Regions from separate parts of the Gossypium hirsutum genome. Here region 2 is linked to region 1. Evidence: chromatin contacts called from public Hi-C data. All regions are on one chromosome and are shown on one strand. The core of a region is the stretch at or near the end of the contact, and the rest is flanking DNA. Distances in the headings are between cores, read along the strand shown.

Evidence for each region. A called contact is a pair of places that touch in the nucleus more often than the background predicts.
Region 2: a Hi-C map of leaf shows a contact between it and region 1, with 3 times the contacts expected there. The contact joins the promoter of LOC107951339 here to the enhancer-like site in region 1. A contact is called at or near these places in 7 of 34 Hi-C or Micro-C datasets (callus, leaf and petal).

The regions. Positions count from the first base shown.
Region 1 is chrA02:30,418,371-30,422,556 of Gossypium_hirsutum_v2.1, reverse strand. No RefSeq gene overlaps it. Among protein-coding and RNA genes, the nearest start is that of LOC121216860, 27 kb to the left of the region's middle. Within about 2 kb of position 2,751, at least 4 of the 9 cell types and tissues checked have an H3K27ac peak or open chromatin away from gene starts, as enhancers often do. A contact at or near this core is called in leaf, where this site is marked.
Region 2 is chrA02:31,173,545-31,178,210 of Gossypium_hirsutum_v2.1, reverse strand. LOC107951339 (protein FREE1) reads right to left here and starts at 3,200. Exons shown (of 10, transcript XM_016886348.2): 1 at 2,289-3,200; 2 at 1,906-1,992; 3 at 1,661-1,792; 4 at 687-818; 5 at 525-590; 6 at 325-435. The coding sequence starts at 3,125.

The DNA of each region.
Region 1 (4,186 bases), core at 1,502-4,001:
TGATATTCTTTTTAAGAAAACATTACATAAAATTGTTGTATGTATTAATATTATTTTTGTAAATAAAATCCATTGCATTTATTACAAAATATGTACAAATATTTTAGATTAGAGCACATACAATATGAAGTCATATGATTACTAGAAGCCGTGACTTTAGTACTTGTTGTACATGGAGAAATAAAATATTTACTACTAAATAAACAATCATTTTAAACCTTGGGCTTTATATTATATTGTGTCCATTAGTCTTTAACCTTCTTTTCAATTTTTATTTTCCTTTATTTATGATTATTTTCTGCTTTTCTTTCATTTTTTATTTATTTTAATAATCATATAAAATTTCTTTCTTTTATTTGAATTGAAGAAAAAAAACGAAAAATCAAAACTTTTTTTTTGAAAATCTTTGAACATTTCTTAAATATGCAATTTGCAATTTCTTTGGAAGCCTTCTGCTCAAAGAAATTAAGAGGAAAAGGTAAATATCTATCTCAGCTGGTTAAAAGAGAGAGATTGGGCCACTATTCCCGAAGATAGTGAGAAGTTCCAAGTCCATAAGAAAGCATGATCCATGCAGAATAGCACCTAATATATATAAGTTTATCATTTGCGTGCTCACGCTGCTTTCTCTCACCTCCTATGATTTAAATCCGGTGAGGTGAAGTGAAGATTGGTTGGCATAGATGTTATTATCGAGACATAAAATGCGTGCATGTGCTTAATACGCAATGTGGCAATCGTCTGTTCAGAAACAGCCTTAAGATTATCAAACACAAGAAAATGGCAAAGCCTTACTCTTAATATCTTTTATATGTTCACCCCGATTCAAAAACAAGGCGGTGATCGCATTATGATCAGCATAGGATCTAAGTTACAATATACTTAATACGCTATAAAAGAAAATGGAAAAGTTGAACAAACTATTGGCCCAAAGCCTTAGAACTCAGAAGCAAGCACACTTCTTATCCACTCTAGTTTTTCTTTTATTCCAGCACCTCAGCTCAAAAAAATTATGAGGTGATCTTTATAATTTCCCATGACATGAGACAATTAAGGAGAAAATCTCGAAAAAGGAAGAACAGAAGTTACTGCTTACCCTTAATTATTGTTCAGGCCTTTATTTACGGAAAATACCCTTCAAGGGAGACGTAGGAGTCGTCGGAGATTGTCAGTGGCTCCATCATCGACTCCTCCACCAGCTTCAGCCTTGCAGCCAAGCTTTGGTCTAAGCGAAAAGCTGGGCAAAGGCAAGCTGCTAGGTGGTGGAGAGAGTGTAAAGATAGAACTTGAAAGCCTCTCCAAATCTCTCGCAGCCACCTGGGGTCCTCCTGATGCCATGACAAAGGGCTTACTAATTGCACCTTGTGCTTTTTTTCCCTCCGTTGGTCTGGTTTGAAGTTTCTTTGGCTCTCCTACTGATTTCCCACTGAGTTGCTTTGATTTTGATCTCTTTGGAGGGGTCAGAGATTGGTCTTTGTTTCTGTTGCTTTTGAGGTTAGATGGAGAAGATAGAAGGGTTGGGGTTCGAGAAGGGAGCGAAGTATGAAGAGGTTTATTAGGGAGTGGAAGTGGAAGGAGAGGTGGTTGCTGCTGAGCCTGATAGAATGGATAAGAGAAGGAAAGAGAAGGTAGGGGAGCCAAAAAGAGGCCTCCTCCTCCTCCTCCTCCCCCCCATGGATGATGCTCGTGTGAGCTCCACTACTATGTCTCCTTGGAATGTTCTTGAGTTGCTTGTTTGGAGAAACAGATTTCTCAGCTGAAGATGGCAAGAAAATCCCATCCATAATACTACTGGGTTTTGCTTTGGCAAACAACGAACAAGCTTTTTCAATATCAAACAAAAAGAGGCGATGATCTTCGCAATAATATGATCAAAAGCCTGAACCCAAAAACATGTTCAAGATATATATATTTCAGAGGAAATCTTTACAGATTTTCTCAATGAAAAGTAAAAAGAAAAAGAATATTATTGGTTAGAAAATGCTATTGATAAACAGAAAATAGATACAAAATCGATTTCGATCCCAGAGGGATCCGAAATGGTTTGGATTTTTAATTTATTTTACTTTTCTTCCTGACTTTCATGTGTTTTAAAGTCTGTGCCTCTTTTTATACAAGTAATAAACTCCACGTCTCCAACGGCTACTTTATTTTTTATTGTAATTTACTTTTCGTTAAAATTGTCTGTTAGGCCCTATACTTTTGATAAAATTTGAGATTTGTTCTCCATATTTAAAATGTTAGAAATTAAGCCCTTTAACTGTTTTGATCTAAAAATCCCAATCCAATCATTAAAATAGTAAGTATTTTTTGTCAAAATTTACCAATTTAGCATGTTGATTAAGTTTCCCTCATCTGACATGTCATATGAGTGAAAATAAACATTTTAACATATGATAATTATTGGATTAAGATTTTTAAATTGAAAAAGTAAGAGAATTGAGTTTTTAAATTTTAAAATATAGGGAGTAAATATCAAATTATATAGAAATGCAGGGACTAGTAACATACTTTCTCCTTTACTTCTTTTTTTTTTTCATTTTCTTTATAATAAAAATGTTACCACAGACACCTAATTTACCGACAGCCATTGCAGTCCAAGGCTTGGGAAACACTGTTGGGCGGCAGCCGTCAATTCGATTGACGCCGTTGGATCGAATAATTAGAAATAGCCGGTGAGGAGATACCAGCCGTTGATCACTCCCTCGGGCTCTAGGATGTTGGTCTGGTTTGAAAGGGACTTGAAAGAATCCTAGCAATACACGTATCCCACTTGGCGGGACCCAAGACTATTTAATGACCATCTTATGCAAGAGCAACACATAAATAGAAAATAGGAGTAAAACATTAAATATTTTATGTGATAATACAGTGCAAGACCTTAAGGGATTGGTACACGTGGCAGAAGGCCAGCCAGTCTTGATGTGAATTTCCGGTCCATGATTGGTCGGTGCCATGCACGTGACCTTCATTCACATCTATTAATTTTGATTTAAACGATGTATAACGACGTCTTTGTCCATTTAATGGAATAATCTCTGTTATCCCAGATCATGGAATTGCTTAATTTGAATTGAATTCAATGTTTCTCTTTTTACTTGCTTAATCACATCGAATCTCATAAGAATTCGTGACTATTTTTAAAATATATATTAACAAATCATTACCTCATTTAATTGGTAAAAGTAGAGATTTTGCTTCAAAGATTTATCATGCCTAATTTATATAAGTTTTTAACTTTTATAATATATGAGAGTTTTGGTCTACTTAATCGTAATTGGTTGATTTTAGTTTAAACTATATTAATTCTTAATTTGTTTATGTTATAATAATTTGAATGTACAGTTCATTTATAATAGTTTAATACTTGTATTTATAATTGTATTGTCCTTGTTACAATTCATAAATATATATATAAAAAAAACTAAAAAAATATGTATTTGTATTTTATGTAATAATCATATTCATGGTATTATATATTTATATGAAATTTTATATATTTATAATTCCTTTATATAAAAAAAAATTCATTATTTAATATTTAAAAATTTGGCGAAGTTAGTGTCACTCTTAGTTAGGTTACCAACTCAATAATGAAATTACATGAATATTTTTATTTTAAACTATAATATTATTATGAAGCCATTTTGTCTTTTCATACTTTTATAAGTAAAATAACATGGACACCCCTATATCAGGATTCAATTTGCATTTTGTCCCCTCTGCTTAAAAGATGGGCAAATTAATCCTTGGACATTAGATTAAATGCAAAATGATTGTTTTATTAAAAATTCCATCCAATTCTTCTATTAAAAACTAGTCATTGTACATCAATAAAATGTACACATGACACGTCACATGTCATTTTCTAGTTATTCAGTCAACCACGCAAGTTTTTAACAGTACAAATAAATAAATTTTTTAACAGAAAGGACTAATTTTCTCTTTGATTTAACGTATAAGGACTAATTTATTTATTTTTTAGTAGAGAGAAAAAAAAATACAATTTGACTCCTAATATAAAAACACCCATAATTCTTTTACCTACTTTAATATTATTTTTAAATAAATCAATTAAGAATCATAAATCCAAAAATTAAACATATATTCAATAATATTAAAATACTAATTCATCATCACTCGATCTATTTTCACTAATATATAAATTTTAAAAAATATATTTTTA
Region 2 (4,666 bases), core at 1,951-4,450, 760 kb before region 1:
GGTTAAACCACTAACAGAAAAGCTATAAAGGAGCAGGGAAAATATTTCATGGTTAAACCACAGGAAAGTAGATACTGGTCATCCTTCAGAACCCTTCCATTGGTCAGTCACCCAAAGATAGGCTTAAAATTAAACGGCAGCTAGAAATACAGATTCTTTACATGTTCAATCAAGCGAGTAAACAACCTATATAATATGTCCTTGACCCAGAGTAATGACCACACACCAATACCTAACTGGTTGTGAAAACCATGAACAGGAGAAACCGCAACATACACCGTTTAGCTTTGAAAGAAATTATAAGAAGCAGATAAATAAGCTTACCATGCATCGGTCGCAAACCCTAACTGGTTGAGCATTCTCATCAGCAGTTAGAGCGATTCTACCTTGAGTACATTTGTCACAGAAAATATCCCCACAGTTCCTGCAGTGGTGCTGAAAGAAAAAAGGATAATAGAGCATTAAACTTGAATCCAAAAGAAATACAAGCAGGGAACCCTTTTCATTAACACAGAATGAGATACCTTGCGCACAAAAGCTCCAAAATCAGTTCCACATGCAGTACACTTTGAAACAGCTTCATCAGGGACCTAACCAGAAGAAGAATGCATAAATAAGCCCATTATGAACTTTTTAAATATTCTTTCTATTTGACCGGAAAACTTCCTTAGGACCCTAATTTTTACCCAATGATCTTTCTCCTCGGTGCCAGGCTTCATCAAGTTCATCCAATCACCAAATCCTTTCTTCTTTTCTGAAGGTTGTTCAGTAGTCTTTAGAGAGTAATAAGGCCGACTTCTCCCACCCATCTCCTTGACCTGAAATTAAAAGGTGAAAGAATAGAGTCATAAGACTTACACATGCAAGTGTGAACGCATTTCTGAAGTACCAATCAGAGGACAACCAATGAAAAAAGAATCAAGCCATACATGATAGAGGATTAGTGGAAAGAAAGCAACAAAATCTCCAAAGAAAAACATTTTGAGCCTCAAACACTAGAAACACACAGATGACTACAGCCTAAAGGATACAGAAATCTGATAGAAGAAGCATGACAATTTTCCATATCCTTCACATGACTAAAAGGCTAATTATTTTAAAAATTTTGACCGCTGTAAATGAACTAGAATATATTGCCATTGCTCTCTCTTCTGATAGGCACTTTTGTCAAATTCCTAATGGTCGTTTTAAGAGAATGGTAATTATTCTTGCAGATTATATATTTCTTAAGCTACAATAAACCATGCAAAATGATAATTCACTATTTTCCTTCTCCAGACTCCTGAAAAGAAATGAGTAGACTTTGTACATATGTGTGTGTATGTCTTTATATGAATTATTTACCGAGTGTGCATTTTAAGCCAGCTTTTGTGTCCATTTGCAGGAATGCAGAATTCATCCAAAGTATGACTCTAGAGAATTTACCAACCATGACCCCGGGGGGGGGGGAATAATGATAATAAAGAAGTGATAGGAAACTAAACAATTAATTCTCATAAGAAATTAACAAAATTATAACTCTCTGACACCAACCTGTACCTCTAGAGAATTTACCAACCATGACCCCGGGGGGGGGGGAATAATGATAATAAAGAAGTGATAGAACTAAACAATTTACTCTCATAAGAAATTAAGAAAATTATAACTCTCTGACACCAACCTGTACAGTTGCAGCTGTTACAATATCCAGAAGGGTGTTTGTAGTGTAACTGTTTGATTGCAACCCGATCCATCTTGGTTCAATGTCAACAGAGCTCTTCGACCAGAATGCAAAAGTAGATGTGTCGGTCACCTACATAAGAAGAAAATATACCCAATGGCCACGTCATTAAAAGAGAAAATTACAAAGTAAAACATATTGAGGAAGGAAAAAAAAATTAAAAATTTATATACTATGTAACTTACTTCACATCTTGTGATGTTCTCAATGGGATATATTCTCAAAGTTCGGCTGGTGTTAGGGTCAAGCATACGAATACCATCTAAACCAATCTGACACCAAAAAGATTAAGCTATATTATGAGTCTAAAGTACTGGATGAATATAAGAACACATTTTTCTGCAATTAATGTCAATAGGAACAACAATATAAATAAACCATACAGAACTAGACACTTCCAATATGAACTAAAATGTTTTATTAACCATACAGAACTAACGAAACTCCAAATCATTTTAGCCATTCAGTTTAAATTCACACATAATTCATCATACTGAAATTGATGCCAGGAACTTCATCTTTCCAGACAAAAGTAAATCAATTTCAACCAATTCTAATTAAGAATTACCTGGCAAAGTACATCCATGGGGCCTTCTCCTCCACCTTCACTCAACAACTTAACCCGAAACTTCTGGACCCCACTCTTTACGGCTTCCAGGGTCTCCGCCTTAGGCACCGCCCTCACAATCTTACCAGAAGATGAACCTGACGAGTCCTTCCCAGAAGGGAAATTAATGGTCCGCCCATAATCGTCGAATTGGACCCAAGTCGATGATTTTGGTGCTGTGCCACGTGCTCCATAAGGCTCCACCTTTCCTCCTTCATAAGCATAAACCCCATCACCATATCCACCATCATCACCGAAGGGTGGATAGCTATCATATCGCTTACCATAGAGATCGGGTCCCATATCGTATCTGCTCTGGTTATAACGTGCTCCGAATTTGTCGTCGAAATAACTGCCACTGCTTTGATCCAATTTCATGGAATTATCGTAGGGGTTGTCATAAGCAGGAGGGACAGAGGATTGTGATGATCCTATTTGATTATATGGGGTTGAATAGTCTGGCGGAATAGGGTTGGGGTTGGAGTCTGGCGGAGGAGGTACATAGCTAGGATACTGATCATAAGGCTGGTAATAAGGTGGCCGGGAGACAGGTGAATCATAAGGCGGGAAAGAAGGGGCAGCGGGAGCCGACGTTGGCGAGATCGGATGCTGATTGAAAGACGGTTGCGAATACAGAGTAGGTGGCGGCGGAGGAGCATAAGAGGGATCAGGATTTTGGTAATCGGAAGGGGAAAAAGGCGGTGCTGATGCGTAAGGTGAGTGATGAAATTGGGATGGGTTGGAGGTGTTAGGGCTTGAAGGTTGATAATAGGAGGAGCTCAAATCTCCTTGTTGCATGGCTGATCTGCCCTGAATCCTGAATTTGATGCTAACTTCTAATACAATGCCGAATTTGATGGGTTATTATTCCGTCTTCTGAAAGCAAGTGTTAAATAATTTAAATATTATTGCCCTCTAGAATCCCATATTTGGATTGGAGCCCATAACTTTCCAAGCCTGCTGGGCTTCCATACCCTTTTATTTTTTCTTCATTTTTTTGAATTATATATTACAACTCTTTAAGAATACTACTACTTATATCATGTGCATTGCATGCGATGTGATAACTCTCATATTTAGAGTTATTTTAGTATAATTTTCATATTATTTTTAGAGTTAATTTTAACATTTAGGTTAGTTTTTATTACATTTTATAGTTTTTTAGATTATTTATTTTTTATTTTATTTTTGCTTGTTTTTATCATTTTTATAATTACTTCGGATTCATTTACTATTTTTCTTTCTTTATTTTTGGTCATAGATGAAGAATAAAAAACTTGGAGCAAAGAGCCAAAAGTGGTGAACAAAAATCTTTTACTCCACCAAATTTAATTCAATGTAGTGGAGCACGCTCTTGAAATTAGAAATTTTGGTAGCAAATAGTCCATTCCACTACAACTTCTTCATGCAATGAAGCGATGTGATTGAAGAACCAAAAAATAAGGGTGACTAGATTTAAGAGGAAAAAACAAAGAGGAAAAGAGGGAGAAACTTGAGGGGATAAAGAACAACTCTCTCGCATTAAGAGGAACTTCCAACTTGCAAAGACAAGAAGAAAAAGAGATCTAGAGCGCTTGGCATAAATTTTATAACTACTTTCTCTCTAGATTGTTTCTTTTTACTTTTTATTTATGCAAGTTTGTTTTAAATATTTTCTTGTGTAGTTTTTTCAACTCAATATGAACTAAACTTTATGTTCTTAGAATAATAATGAACCATATTTCTTAGTTAATTAAATTATTTTCTTTTTGATTATTTTGATCCTTGTTAATTATTTATTCATTCCAAGGCTTATTTAATTTGCTTGCCCAACCACCAAGTTGTATTAATTTGATAATCTTTATTTTTCTTGGAAGAGAAAATTAAGGTTGAGATCTAGACTTAATAGATTAGGATTAACTTTAGTAGTGTTGACGAACGAGTTAATTGGTCGCTAGGATGGGAATACAATTGATGCCTTAGTCAACCCAATAGGGTTTTTCTTAGTGATTTCACCCGACTTGTCTAGTATACGAATTTAGCTAGTGAGGAAGGGGGATTAATTTAGCTAGGTACTGGTAGAGTCTAGTTAATGTCATTGAATATTGGATTAGTAATTACATAGATTGAATAATTGAATGTGAGATATTTGATTAACTAGATTCGGTGAAGTTAAAGTTCTGAGTCTTTAAAATTGATTGAGAAATTTGGAAATTTTCATTGTTTTAGTTTATCAAATATTCATAATTTGCTTAGTTTAATTGAAATAGTAATCATGTAACAGGTAGATTTTAAATAGTGCCAGAAAAAGGTAGTTTGGGAACCCTATTTCTGTAAATCGAGTTTTTAAATATTAAATA